2 separate regions of the Mus musculus genome follow, and region 2 is linked to region 1. Evidence: chromatin contacts called from public HiChIP or PLAC-seq data. All regions are on one chromosome and are shown on one strand. Each heading gives the region's core, a stretch centred on a gene start, on an enhancer-like site or on the middle of the called end of the contact. The rest is flanking DNA. Distances are from core to core; before and after follow the strand shown. Region 1 overlaps Gm34805 (a long non-coding RNA gene). Region 2 has its middle 8.2 kb from the start of Gm826.

Region 1 (7,393 bases), core at 3,159-5,658:
CCAAAGAATCACTGGAGAACTAACTGAGAAAATATGATTCCTAATGGGACAGAAGGAAAAACTAGCACAGTAAAGAAAAGGAGGGGAGGGGAAAGTTGGGGTCAAACACAAATCAAGATTGTCAGAAACAAGACCGCAGTGCTGAATGCTGGCCAGATAGAGTGGGTACGAGAAATAGGGGGATAAATCAGGGGTGGGCAGATGGCTCAGTACTCGAAGTGCTTGCTGTGCAAGAACGAAGTCCTGAGTTTGAATCCCCCTACATTCACATGAAAATCTGGGCTCAGCAACATGTACCTGTAAGCCTAGGGCTGAGGAGCAGAGACAGGTAAATCTTAGGGGGACAATGACATCAGTCTAGCCAAGATGGCGAGTTCCAGGGTTAGTGAGAGAGCCTGTCTCAAAAACTAAAGTGAAGAGTGATAGAAGAAGACAGCAAACATTGACCTTTGGCTTCCACAGGAGCCTGTGTGTGTGTGTGTGTGTGTGTGTGTGTGTGTGTGTGTGTGTGTGTGTGTGTGTGTGTGCGCTAGAGAGGAAAAGGGGCAGGGAGAGGGAGAGACAGCAAGCGAGAAAGCGCAAGGAGACAGGGATAGAAGGTGAGAGAAAAAGTAAGAGGAGACAGGGTGTGTCCAGGGCTCAGGAACCAGCTCAGCCCCTGCTGCCTGGGCCTCTCTGTTCTGCCAGTCGCTCTGCCTAGAAGGCCCTTCCCCGGCCCTCTGAGTCACTGGCTTTTTCTCCTCATCCCCCTCTGCTTTGTGAACTGAGACATCTCAGAAAGTCACTGCTTATGGCTACTCCCGTGGAACGAAGATCTGCCCCATTCGTGCCTGCCCATTGTCCTGGGTCTGAAAAGAACGCCCAGCCGATCGCTATTACAGAGCTGAGGACAATGTTCTTTTTCTCGACATTGGCTTAAGGCCCCCATGGTTCTGTCCCACTGCCAGCGCCTAAAACACAGTCGGGCAGAGAAAAGGGGTGGTGCGAAAAACTGAGGACTAGGTGAATAAATGAATGAATAAACGGCAATGGAGCTGAAATCCTAACAGACAAATTCTTGGTGACTCATGTTCTCCAAGCTGTAGCAGTGGGATTCTGAGGCTGGGTCGGGTGTCAAAAGACTCTACGCCTGTTCACAGTGGCCAGCCAGGCAGACACAGGGATACCTGTACTTGGAGCTGGAGTGAAGGCAGAGAGCAGGGACCTCCTCTGAAGGTCGGGCTTCCGCCACACCCACAGGAGTTCTGAGAAAGAGACTGGAAAGCAGAGCTCTTTCTGCTTCGCTTTAAGGGGCCCCCTGAAGAGAAGTCGTTCTATCTACAGCTTCATCTTCTCCCAAGTTGAAAAAGATCATGTGGGCCAAAGTGCTTGATTCCCCCGTGCAGTCAAATTTCTGAACTTAACAGGGCTCCCGTGAGCCCCATTAGGCCTAATGCAACTGCTTCCCTCAGGTGCAGGGCTCTTTGCCTTTGCTCAAAGTACTCTCAGGAACAGCTGAGAGGACCAGCCCCTGCTGACCAACACTGCAGAACACTCGTGGGGAACCTTGCACTCAAGACCAGAGAGCACTCTGGCCTCCAGAAAATCCCCCGTGCAAGTCTTTCAGCTTCCTGCAGTCAGACAAGAAGCAATTACATGCCCTTGTATCTTGAGGCCAGCGTGGAAGCTGTGTTTGGGGAATTGCTGTTGAGCCCTGGCTTTGGGGCTCGGGCTCGCAAAATCTGAACAGCAGGATAGCCAAGACTCTAGGTATGAAGTCTCGGAGTTGGAGGCCACTCCAGGTCACATGTAGAATGACCTGGTGATTCAGCCCAAATAGCATCATAAGCAACCCAACAGTGCCCACCTCCTACAACTGACCCTTCTGCTTTGCCTTTGAACTTCTATGTTTCTATTCACATAAATTTGACATTCTTGCACCCATAAAGTAAACTCCAGTTCTTAGTCTGTTTCCAAGGTAACCTATAAAAACAGACACCACTCATGATGACACTGCGGTTTGATTTGCCATGCCCCTGTAAACGGTTCTCCCAAGGACTATCCAGGTTCTTGTCACTCTGGGGACTGATGTGGCTAACTCCTGTCTGTTCTGCTTTCAGCGGCTCCCCTCTTCAAGATTACTTCCCCAGCATTTATATCAAGATGGCACGACGGATCACCATCGTCATCTCAAAGTCCGTAAGAATTTGGATGGCTCTTGTTACTAGAATTCCTGCCCTTGGGAAACAAGCAACGTCAACATCATTCCTTGTCAGGTCCCGGCAATAAACCAAAGTACAGTTCTACCAAAGTTCATCCTGGGAGGCAGTAAGCTAATTACAGAACATGGGTGAAAGGTTCCAGGTAGAAATGTGGGTGACTCCACAGCGGCCACACTGGGAAGTCTTCATCCAGCATGGATAGTGACTTCCAATAGTCATTTAGATAGAGCCTCTCTCAATTAACTTCCCTCAGTTTATATGCCATACTATAGCACCACCCAAGATCCCAGGCTTCTAGGCCACTTACAATGAGGTCAGATTGCATACAAATAGCTGGGAGAGATGCTAGAGTCCTGTGACCTCTTTATCCCCCCTTCTCCAAGGTAAGGGAACATTGCCAGTCTGCAGGTCCACTCCTGATGGATGTTGGCAAGTGGGCACAGTTGAGCTGATGAAGTCAGCAAATGGTTTGTTCAGGACCACGCTCAACATTACTAAATAGTGTTTCCACACACGATTTTCATTGTAGCCTCGTTCATAACATTTTTTTTTTTTTTGGATAGTTGGTATAATTCATTTAAAACACCTTGATCAAAATTAAAATTAAACCTTTTTTTTTTTAAAGTTTAAGTCTCTTCCCAGTACCAAACATGTTCATTTCAGTTTCGGCTCACCCTGTCTTTTTACACGTGTGATGTCAGGGTAGTCACCTCCACTGACGGATGAGAGGTGTCCATCCTCAGATCTACACTGTTGGAGTGGCACAACCATCTTTTATCCAGCCAGTCACCTACACAATCCATGCCTAGACTGGAGAAAGGACTGATGATATTGACGTACCTTGGGTCCTGTGCTGAGACGTTATATAAACATTTCACAAGACGGAGCAAAGCTGAGAAAGGGACATCAGAGTTTCCATGTCACAGATGGAGCTACAAGAGGAAAAGTGATTGTCTCAACGTCACCCAACAGTTTGGACTGAAATCTGAATCTGTAGGCCAGTGAAGCTGTTATGTGGCTACTGCTTCTAGTGTCTGAGGGTGACCAGGCGGGGAGCCTTTCAATAGCATTACATGTGGTCAGGGAACCCTGGAGGCTTTGGTGAGAAGTTTCTCCCACAGAGGTGAGGAATCTGAGGAGGTGATGTTCCATGGGCTTTGAGGCTAGAATAAGAGCTTGTCTGCTGAGCAAGAGTCAGCCTTTGGGAGAAAGGGAGGGATTGGTGACAAGTCTCAGGGGTACAGTGCTTGCCTAGCATATGTGGGGCCCTGTTTTTGATCCCCAGCATCTCAAAAAATGGGGAGGGGAGGCAGGATAAAGAGCAAGGTCTTCCATATATGGGTGTGTGGATGGGCAGAAGTTAGAAACAGATTCTTCTTGCTGGCTGTGATCAGTTTCCACGTCCTGGGTTTGCCCATCTGTAAAATGGCTAATCAAGTCATTAGTGGGTGTGAGGACTAAAGAGTGTTAGACTGTAAAGGTCACAGTCTGGTACGCCACAGAAAGATCCTCTCTGTTGTTCTGGGTACCAACCTACAGGACCTCTTGTGTTGCTGTGCCTTCTCCTCCCACCTGCAAACCGGAGAAGGTTCATAAGAAGTGGCCTCCAAGGAGCACAGACTTTCTGATCAGTGGGAGCAATGAGCTCATGATGTAAATTGCCTGGCTTTGCCTTCAACCACACCTGGTTTAAAATGTCTCCTCTGCCACCTACTAGTCTGGGCCTGAGAACTTGGACAAGTCACTTAACTGGCTGATGCTCAGTTTCAAGCATCCATGAGATGGGGTCGGCAAGCCATGCCTCATGGGCCACTGTGGCATGTGAGCTCAGTCCCAGGCAACACAGGCACCGCATGTTTGGCAGAACATTCCTGTTAGGGTTTCCTGCCTCTTCTTCAGCTCCCCCCACCACATAGGTGCTGACTTCAGTGGTCTGCTCAAGGCTGCATTATCTCCACACAGAGCAGTAGCCTCCATCTGAGAATGTCTCTGAAGTCCTTTGGTGCCCTGCAGCCTCCAGGGCACTGAGCCTGGCAGGGCCCCGGGCAGGAACTGCACCTCTGCCTGGGAGACCAACTTCTCCACATCCTCCCCCAGTGATTGCGGGAAGGAGCTTGAGTCATTCAAGGAAAGGCACTTGGCACTGACTCCCCCAGCCTGCGGGGCGGGCCAGCAGGCTGTGGTTAAAGGACCTGCCTGGGTTGCAAAATAAACCAGGGTGCTGTGCTCTGACATCACGTGATAGAGCCATAGCTGGCTCCTCTTCCCTGGGTCACTGACTTGACTCAAGCTCCCTGTAGTCACATGGGCTCCTGGAGGGTTATGAGCCTCTCAGCTCCCTTGGAGAAAAGCTAAAAATTGGAAGATTAACACCCCCTCCATCCCCTGCTACATACACACACCGTTTTAAAATCTCACCATGAATATATAACTATATTCTCATTATTTAAAATGTAGCCAGCTGTGTTGCCACATGCCTTTGATCTTGGCACTTGGGAGGCAGGAGGAACTCAATGGGTTCCAGGATAGCCTGGGCGACAGAGAGAGATCCTGTCTCAAACATGAAGGAAAACAAAATAAAGCAAAGAGCCTAGAAACTCACAATAGAAAGATGACACCAAGCCCCTTGCATGAGCCTTATACAGCAGTGAATCTTACAGTATTTCCCTTAGTATTATTTTTTAATTTTTAATTTTGTATTTACTTTCTATTTTATTATTTATTTATTTGCGATTATTTTATTTTTTTAATTCACTTTCACTTATTATGAAGTATATAAATCCATGTTTTCTCTTAAAATATTACTGAGCAGGCAGAAACTCCCCCTCAACGATAATCACCCTCTCTGGAGGCCGCCACGATGACTGTGCGCATTTCTCTGTAAAAATGCTCATAAGACAGACAAGGTGAGGGTCCCACATTAGATTTCATTCTGTGTGGATTGTTCCATGGCTTCTTCTTGCAGCCATCCGAAAGAATTAGAGGGACATTTCCCATTTTGTTTCTTCACGGCTCCACTTATTCCCTGTGATGACTGCTCAAGTTTCAAAACTTATAAATTGCTGTAATTGTAATAGATGCCGAGTAGTAGACTTCAAAGTGGTCTCTCTTCTTTTTCCAGTATTTGTAAGCAATACTGAAGGCTGAGGCCAAGAAAAAAAAATCTACAGCCCTTGGTTTGGGTGTGAGCCACACTCTGCACAGCCATCCCCACAGACTGGATCATCTACAGTGAAGTACTCTTTAGGTACTTGCAGGTTGGGGGTCCATGAGTCATCAGAACTCACTTTCTAGTTGGTCAAAACAATGCCCAAGAGAAAGGTTAAACTACACAGAATTCCATCTCACTGGATCCAACTGACCAGCTAATAGAGAGTGACATGGAGCCAAAGGAACACCCAAGGTTAAGGGAAACATCTCTCAATCAGAAATTGTCCATATGGGGAAACTGAGGCCTGATGAAGGAAGTCGACTTTCCAAGAGTGGGACACCATTCTTTTCTTGCTGTGCCTGCTTCTGGGTGTTTGTCAAAAGAAAACTCTTCTTACCTGGAGCTGGTGACCATGTTGTTCAAATTCAAATATTGGCCATGTTTCTTCCTGTGCTTAAAATATGCCAGTGGCTTCCTGTACCCCCTGAGTTCCTGAGCATCAGGACCGCTTTAGCCCTGAGGCCTTTGCATATTCTTCTGGATCTCTGTGGAGCATCCCTTGTTATTGGCCCTGCACACTACTCTTCATCTTGCCTAACTCCCATCTTTTCGGCCCCAGCTAGATTGCAGGACAGAAACAAATCTCCTGCAATCAGAAAGTGTAATTAATTCGCTGTGTTAAGAGATGCCAGAGCCCTGGGAATACCTGCTGAGGAAAGCTGCTGACAGGGAGTGGAGCCAGCCCAGGAGAAAGAGTTGTGATGTAGTCAACAAAACTGAAAGAAGTTGGACATCAGACATGTAGATGCAGAGTTTGAAGGTCGCCCAGCTGGGTTTCGGTCTTGCTTTGATCCAGGATTTCCTCACTATGACATTTTGGAATGGCAGTATAGATCCTGTGATATTGGAAATATGTGATCTGCTTCTTGATTTTGATTTTATAGGGGATTGCAGTTAAGAGACTGCATGAATCTCAAGAGGAACTTTGAACTTTGCACTTTTAAACATTGTTGAGACTGTGATAAACTATGGGGACCTTTGAAGTTGGACTAAATGCATTTTGCATTATTGTCACTATACGCCTACGGGGCCAGAGAGTGGAGAGTGGTAGTTTGAATAGGTTTGAGCCCTGTAGATTCATATGTTTTAATGCTTGGCCACAAGGAGTGGCACTATTAGGAGGTGTGGCCTTATTGGAGTAGATGTGGCCTTGTTGCGTTATTGTGTAGGCAGGCATTGAGGTCTCCTATATGCCGAAGCTCTAAGAGTATGGAAATAGAGTCCCCTCCTAGCTGCCTTCAAGATGTAGGGCCATGAGAAGATGCTGAAGATCCAAGGGATAGGAAGGGGAAACTTGTGTGCATGTCCAGTACTCATGTTTAATGTGTGGCCTTATTCTCCATCTCCTGCTCCTTCTCCATCTCCTGCTCCTTCTCTATCTCCTGCTCCTTCTCCATCTCCTGCTCCTTCTCCATCTCCTGCTCCTTCTCCATCTCCTGCTCCTTCTCCATCTCCTGCTCCTTCTCCATCTCCTGCTCCTGCTGGACTCTAGGCAGTAAAGTCCCAGTCATCTTCCTGAGTTCTGGCGCCTGCGGGGATGCTCCAAACAGGCTTCATTCCATATGCCCTGTAGAGAACCACAAACCCTGAACAAAACACACCAGCAGCCCAGCTTCTCTGAAAGTGGCCCTGGTTCCCTATCCAAGCAATAAACGTTAGAGACATTTGCAAGGAAAACAGATCTAATTTTCCAGGTCTATTCCAACCTCCTTCAGTCTGAAACCTGCTTTTTCTCTCTGAGACCAACTTCTGGAAACTTAAAGAAATGAGGCTGGCAACCTCCCTGCTGGCTCCTCTCCAGTCGAGGCTTCTACCCAACAGCATGCCCAAGGATGGACCCTGTTGTCACTGCTCCCTAGGCTTGGCTTTCTTGGCACCCAGGGGGCTGATGATGCTCTGACAGAGCTCCAGGAAACCAGGCCCTGGGCCATCTTGCTTTCATTTGTGACTGTCACAGAGACACTTTACACCAGTGCTGTCC
Region 2 (7,393 bases), core at 2,058-4,557, 110 kb after region 1:
TGCAGGGACAGCTAGGATATCAAAGTATCAGGGGACAGAACAGATGGCTGATCTAGTGGCATCTTCGCCCTCCCTGAGGGAATCCATTAGTGGGCTGGTCCTGAGCAACACCACATGCATGCCCCTCTCCACTGACCTGTGTGCCACCAGAACACTCTGTAGGTGAAGAAGCAGAAGTTCAGCCAGGTGAAGTGACCTGCCCTGGGCACGGTGATTAGCAGAAGTCGGTATCAAGCCAAATGCTAACACTAACTCCATGCCACTAACCATGGCATGGGGATATCAATAGCCTGAATGAACTGCTCCCTGTAAAAGGGAAAGACAGAGCAAAGGCCAATTCAAGTGAACACTGCTCCTGTCTGCAATTGAATCTCTGAACCCATTGGAGGTGGCGCTGTAAGCAAAACCAAATGGCATGCTGGGAAACCGGATGGTAGATGTGTGAAAATAAGTGCCCCCACCATTTGCGTTTGGGCCTTGGTTATACATCAATAACTACACCCCAGTACAGTCAGGTGGTCTACACACACAGTGAGCTTGGAGCAGAAGGACCAATCCCAGATCACAGTCCTTGATGTTAGGGGCACAAGCACTGCAGCCCTGAGCTGGGAGATCTCACCCCTCCTAAGAGCCTGTTCCCTGGATAGATTATAACCTGACCCAGCTACACGTTAGGGACCCTACAGCACCTACATATCCAGGACAGCTGCTCGTCACTCAGAGAGACACACACGGCCCGTGTTATCTCTCATGGCCATCAGCGGGGACACTGGAGGAACTTGCGTGTAGGTACAACACAATGATCCTGCTCTCTGGCACAGGAGGGAGGAGGCTGTTTGCCTTCCCAGGACATTTCATTTTGCCTGTGTTTGGCAAGACATATCTGATACACTGGCAGGCAGGCACATTGCTCACTGTGTCCCCACGGTGACACACCTTGCGTTTTATGACCAGAACAACCCGGGTACAAGATCAGCCCCAAGTTAAACCCCACCCCTCCCCCATCCCCCACCCCAGTGTGCTGTAGAACTGCAGGAACTCCCCACTTGCAACAGAGCTGGGGCAGACACCAGCAGTCTGTCCATCCAGCCATCTCTTTCATCAACATTTATAGCCGCCTACCTGCACCCAGCCCTGTGCTGGGCCCTGGAGATGCCAGGACACATAAGACACTGTTCCTTCTCCTTAGAACTCAAGGTCCAAAGGGCAAAACAGGAGATGTGATACCCTGAGGAGGGGCAGTGTGGCCAGGCAGGAACATTGGCAGTACACAGAACTGGGGTCAGATTCCAGCTCTGTTCCTTCCTCACGATTTAACCTTGGCAAGTCGCTTGTCCTCAGCAAACCTCAAACTTGTCCTGGTGTGATGAGGGTGATGGGGATACCAATTTCCTTGTGTTGCTGGAAAGATAGCACTCAGCACTGCTTGTAAAGCACTGTCCACCAGGGCTGGTACCCCAAGGCTTACCATGAGCACCAGCCAGTGTCATTATTCAAATGTGTATGATGCCTATCAGGCCTTGACGGGAAAGTTGGGCCAAGCAAGAGAACCCGTATCGGGAGCCCTCTGTGGATGTCAGAGGCAAGATTTCATCACTCACTCGCTCAGCAAATGTTCCTTGAGAGTCCTCAAAGTGCCGAGGCCAGCACGAGGGGTAAGGTTATCCCACAAGAGGGTGCGGTAAAAAAGACGCGGACGTGGCCATAGAGTTGGGTAGCTGGGAAGGGAGTTACCCTGAGAACAGACCAAGCACCAACCAAGCGAGGGCTGTAAGATCTGTAAGAAAGGTGGCACGGAGGAAGGCAAAGGAAGCAATCCTTTGCCAGCTGGAGAGGTCAAGAAAGGCTTCCAGGAGGAGGAGGAGAGGTTAGCATAGTACTTCAAGCATGAGAAAGTACTGTGGCGCCCCCTTTTTAAGTCCAAGCAAGGGGTGTATTCTCTAATAACAGATACCTTGATACCTTCAATGTCACAAGAAGAGAGGCCACCAGCAGATTTTCCTTGTTGCTTATCCAGAATACAGATACACGCGTGTTCCAGGAGCTGTGTTACCAGGAATCAGAGCAGCCTTCAAGAAGCTCACCTCAAGGTCAGCCTGAGAGGAAAGAGGCAGAAAGGCCTTCGAAGGGGCCTTCTGAGCACAAGCAGGGAGTCGCACAGGGCAGACTAAAGGCACAAGGATTCCGGCCTGGAGAGGCCAGTGAGGTCAAAGCAAAAGAGAACAGAACATGCCCAGGCTCCCAGCTAACCTTTAGCCCACAAGGACAGCTTCCACTAATCTCAGCAGCCAAAGCCAAGTTGGGAACCTGGGTCTGCCTGTTCCCAACACTTGGACACTGTGTCAGATCCACCAGAGGTGTTCTGGGTCTCTGCTGGGGTTTGAAAAATTCTCAACACACATCCCCACCTCAGATGCCCTCAGTGTTCTTGCCTGAGCCATGCCAAGCCCCCTTCCCTGAGGTGTGTGGCTGCTCTAGGCTTCACTCCACACCCACATCCCAATGCAGACACCCACACACCATGGCCCAGCCCCTGCCTCATCCTTTGGCTTATCTGTCCCATATTTACAGCTGTCACCAGGACCTACTGTTAAGTTGCCTGCCCGCCCGGGGAAGCCCTTGGCTGACATCCATCCCAGGAAGCCGTATTAGCAACTTCATTCACCAGGGTCAGTCTGGACTCCCATTGTGTGCTGTAAAATCATTTGTTTACTTCAGCTTTGGAGGCAGCCCTGCTTTAGGACGACAATTATTACTGTCTGGCAGGGCAGACAGTGCACATGCCTTTTGCAGACACATAGCCATGGTACTTTTTGCACATTGTAACAAAAGACTTGCCTTACCAATACCACCCAGAAAATACCCGATACTATTCCAATCGGAGTGTGAACTCACTGGAACACATGTGACACAGATACATATGCACAGATATATGTGTACATTTGAACTAACAAAAAGGAAAGTGAGTTAAATTAAAAAGAAATCACAACCTACGTAGCAAGCTAAACAACAAACAGTAATACTCAAGGCTCGTAAGGTGGTGTGGAAATTTCTAGACAGATAAGCTTTGCTAGAAGCAAAGTAAACAAGAGCCTTTATGGAAGGTAAATTGGAAAATATGTATCATGGACCACAAAAAGTGTTCCTTTCCCCAAGACCCACCAACTCTGCTTCTGTGAATTTATCTGAAGCAAATGAAACAAAAAAGGAGACATATTCTGTGTTCATAAAGAGGTGTCTACCAGAACCTTAAGCTGGGGGAAAATGAAAGCAAAACTCAGTGGCAGTTTGATGACATCACAGGAAACCATTAACGGGATAATGGTTCATCTGGAATGGGGAACAGGGCACTGTGGCACTGTGGCACTGTGGTCCAGACCAGCATGGATGAGCTGGGTCCTTGCTGCACTGCTAGGCTGCCAACCTCATGAGACAGGGTTGATCCCCCACCCTCTGTCTTCCAAACATTCAGTTGGGTTCTATGTTGTTTTTATAGTTTCTTTTAATTAGAGCTAACAAATGATTGTGCTTTGCCAAAGAACTACAAACAGAGCTTAATTAGCCAGAGCGGCTTTCACAAGACCCTCCGTCTGTCTGGGTCTTGTTTCCATCTTCTTTAAGATCATCTATCCCATAAACGGAGTGTGGGAAGTAGCCCTGGGAAGGCTTTGTATGTCTTTGTACATCTTTAAAACAAGGGTAAGGAGGAATGGCATAGTCAAAATACTGACTTCATGGCTGTTACGTATTAACACCTATCCATTAAGTCTGGTGCTCCCAACTAACCTGCAATGGGTGTTGTCATCCCATTGCAGAGATGAGAAAACTGAGGCTTCCTGAGCAAAAGGAACTTTTTCCAGGAGAGATACAGAGGGTGGGAAGAGGAGAATTCAAATACAAATCTTTCCAGCTCTAGTCTCCGTTGTTCATGAAGTTTTCAAGCCACATGGATTGTCTTTCTCAAATGGGTTTAAGTGAAGAAGGTAGAGGACATGACAAGAAGGAAACCCCAGGCAGCCTATTCAAAATGCCTGGGAAGCACTTCTGCCTTGGAAGAACATAGCTTTCTTCACCATGCAGAACCCACTGAGACCAAGAACTCCAAAAGAAAGCATCCACTGTACCAAGAACCTACCTCAGCAACCACAGAAACAAACCCTGAGAAAAAAAAACTAGGACCAGAGTATTGGTGACTGGCTTGTGGCAACATTGAGCTCCATCCTTAGATGCCTGTAAATGGACCTGCTCTGGGACACGTTATGGGGACCTTGGGTGTCTGGGTGTCCCATTCCCTCACTTGCAGCTAGGCCAGCACTCTGGCTCCTGTCCACAGCACACTCCCCACATATCTTCAGACTCCCAGCCCTGGGCCTCTTTAAGCCTATAATTACCCACAGTGCCCGACTTTATGGGTTCCTAAGAGGGAAGACCAGTAGCAAGAAGAAGTTCCTTGAAGGAGAACTGGCCCAACACACTCTCTTCCTTCCTGCCCAGAAGGAGCTTCTAGAGCATGCTCAGCTGAACCCAGCAAACGCCGTCTTGGCTTCTAAATCTTTCACAAACTTCCCTAGCCTCGAGTCTTCCGTGTCTGCCCAAGGTGCTAAGGTGAAGCACAGATTGTCCTCTGTAGCTCCTATGGTCAGCCTCAGCTTCACAATTTCACCCCACTCCACCACACTTGGATGCACTGAGTCTTCACGTTCCTCCGGACTAACTTCCCCTGAGCATCTGTCTCTCTGCTCTCCATCCCTGTCTCCCCTTCCACCGGCTGACTCCCACGCACTCTGAGGACTTACTTTAGATTCTTTTGAGGGTCGATTTTGCCCCCATCTCTGACTCACAGACCTTGTATGGTTAGTTTCACTTTTGACTTGACACAAGGTAGGGTCATTTGGGAAGAAGAAATCTGAATTAAGAAACTCTGCCTCTATAGGATTAACAGTGAGTCGTAGAGCATTTTCTTGATTGAACTTTGATGTGGGAGGACCAGCCCATTTTGGGCAGTGCTACCCCTGGGCAGGTGGTCCTGGGATATATAAGAAAACAAACTGAATGCACCAGGAGGAACAAGCCAGTAGGCAGCACTCCCCCCATAGCCTCTGCATCAGCTTTAGGTCCCTGCTCTGTTTGAGATCCTGCCCTGACTCCTTCAGTGATGGACTGTGATGCCGAACCATAAGCTAAAATAAGCCCCTTCCTCCCCAAGTTGCTTTTGATCATGGTGTTTTATCACAGTAATAGAAGCCTTAAGACAGACAGACAGACAGACAGACAGACAGACAGACAGACACACACACACACACACACACACACACACACACACACACACACACAGAGCAGTTTGCCGTCCATCTCTGAGTCCCTCCCCAGTCCCCCTGGCAGACTGTACAGAGAAGGGCCAAGTTCAGTGTACCAGCAAATTTCCCACTATGGGCAGCCAGAAGTCTGCTTTGCTGTGATTTGAGGCAGAGCATGCATCTGAGTCCCCTGGGTATAAATCCACTAGGCTGTCACTCACTAGCTGGGGGCCATTCCTGGTGACTATCAATCCTTAGCCTGTCATCAACACTGACAGTGTAGACTTAGGCAGTTGGAAGTGGGAGAATATATGAGGTCCAGGGAAGACAAAGAGGTCGTCCACATTGCCTACGTCTATCAGAGCCCAGAACACGGCACTACCATGGACTCTACCTGCATCTGTCCTGCCTTGTTTATAGCTATCTTCCCAGGGCCTCCCCTCATTCTTGCCACAGAGGAACATGTGGCTAACCAAATTGATATCCCACTTGGGGCAGTTCCCCCAGCCCATCAGTAGTCTGGGAACTCTACTCTTTTACTTCCAGCTGGGAAAAGATGGAAGAGGCAGAGAGTAGGGACACCTTTGCTCTCACCAGCGTTAGCCAGACATTCCAGGGGCCATCTTTCCCTGGAAGCGCCATACATAGATAATGAGAGCTGAATCAGTGTCAGAGGTCTGGATTCAAATCTCAGCTCCATCCACTACAGTATGGCCTTGGGCCAGTGGCACAACTTCAAATTTCAGATGAAAACATGATTAAAAGAAGCATGATCAGTACAATAGCTCCACTAGTGGAAGGAGTTAAAGGGACCTGATGGGTCGCAGACAGCTCTAACTGGCTAATATCACTCTGCAGGTCATTGGAAGCCATTGATCCATTTCCCAGTGCCGCTCAGCAAGCATAGATGCTCTTGACCCCATAATCAGCTTTCCCTCTATGATGTCAGGCAATGCCCTCCCATAGGATCTGGTTTTGAGACCCTACACAGGATCTTCAAAGTCTTTTTCCTTCCCTCTCCTGGAGGGAGTCTAATGTCCGAACTGAATGAGAACTCAACACCAAGACATTTGAGCCACACGGAACAGGATGTGCCTCACTAACCCCTTGGGACCCTTTGCTTCAGTGCAAACAGTTGGGGGCCGCATCAGTATTCTTGAGGTGATCACACCAGGAGGGGCTGGTCAACTCACTCTGTTTATCTGAGGTTCTGTGTCTGTCTGTAAAGTGGAATCAATGCAAGGACCTACCTCAAAAAGATACTGGTGTGATCAAATGAGATTATACATGAAAATGGTACAGTTCTTAAGCATTAGGTCACATTAGGAGGCAGCTAAGAGCTTGCTTCTGCCTTATTCGTGTGCTGATTCTTCCTGCGATCTTCTCAAGTCAGAAAGCTGTCAGATTTTAACTGAATCTGTATAAATAACTAAGAACAGATCAGGAGATCTGTGGCCCACCACACACTGCTCCAGAAGCATATTCGTCACCCAGCTGCCTCCCTCCACCTCCCTTGCCCCCTGGACACATATGCCCCCAGGACTGATAATAGGGTTCTCTCTGTGTCTCCGGGTCCTTAACTTAGCAACTAACGCAAGGACATAAACTGGATCCCTTTTGGTCGTGGCTGGCCTAAATCCAGGAAGACCGTTTGAGAGCCATTTATTCCGACTCTCCCTACATGGAGGAGCCTAGATGAGCACAATAGGAAGCCATCACTGGGCTCTCACCAGGCTGCAAGCTTCTCCAGTAGCTCACTAACTCACTACAGTATCAGGCCATCAATGGGTGAGTTTCAAGTGGGTCGGTCCAAGTGACTTGCCCAAGAGCCCATGGATACAGTCATAAAATTAGGATTTGAACCCTGGACTGTGAAACACCAAACCTCTTCCCTTTTTGCAAAGCTAATTGGAATGTTCGTAACAGAGGTGAAAAACTGAATGGGAAATAGGTTTGTTCATCCGGTTTTTTTTTTTTTTGAATGATCGTATGCCAACCTGATGCCAGAGATCTACCATGCATAAATTATCCATAGCAGTTTGACAAGAGTTTCCTTGAGATTTGGGGTCTGTGGTCCTTCTCCTTAAGCTGGAAAC

What was found. HiChIP or PLAC-seq counts read pairs in DNA pulled down with a chosen protein or histone mark.
Region 2: a contact with region 1 is called in an H3K4me3 HiChIP or PLAC-seq map of bone marrow-derived macrophages, with 3 times the contacts expected there. The contact joins two enhancer-like sites. A contact is called at or near these places in 1 of 39 promoter capture datasets (liver), 2 of 484 Hi-C or Micro-C datasets (bone marrow-derived macrophages and liver), 2 of 115 datasets of contacts at active chromatin or transcription factors (bone marrow-derived macrophages and microglia) and 2 of 9 other capture datasets (adipose tissue and pancreatic islet).

Annotation. Positions count from the first base shown.
Region 1 is chr2:160,221,278-160,228,670 of GRCm38.p6, forward strand. It overlaps Gm34805 (a long non-coding RNA gene), which reads right to left. Exons shown (of 3, transcript XR_375182.4): 2 at 3,042-3,133. Among named protein-coding and RNA genes, the nearest start is that of Gm34805, 25 kb to the right of the region's middle. Within about 2 kb of position 4,409, at least 60 of the 459 cell types and tissues checked have an H3K27ac peak or open chromatin away from gene starts, as enhancers often do. A contact at or near this core is called in bone marrow-derived macrophages and microglia, where this site is marked.
Region 2 is chr2:160,331,949-160,339,341 of GRCm38.p6, forward strand. It overlaps Gm46773 and a transcript of Gm826 not described here. Among named protein-coding and RNA genes, the nearest start is that of Gm826, 8.2 kb to the left of the region's middle. Within about 2 kb of position 3,308, at least 34 of the 459 cell types and tissues checked have an H3K27ac peak or open chromatin away from gene starts, as enhancers often do. A contact at or near this core is called in bone marrow-derived macrophages and microglia, where this site is marked.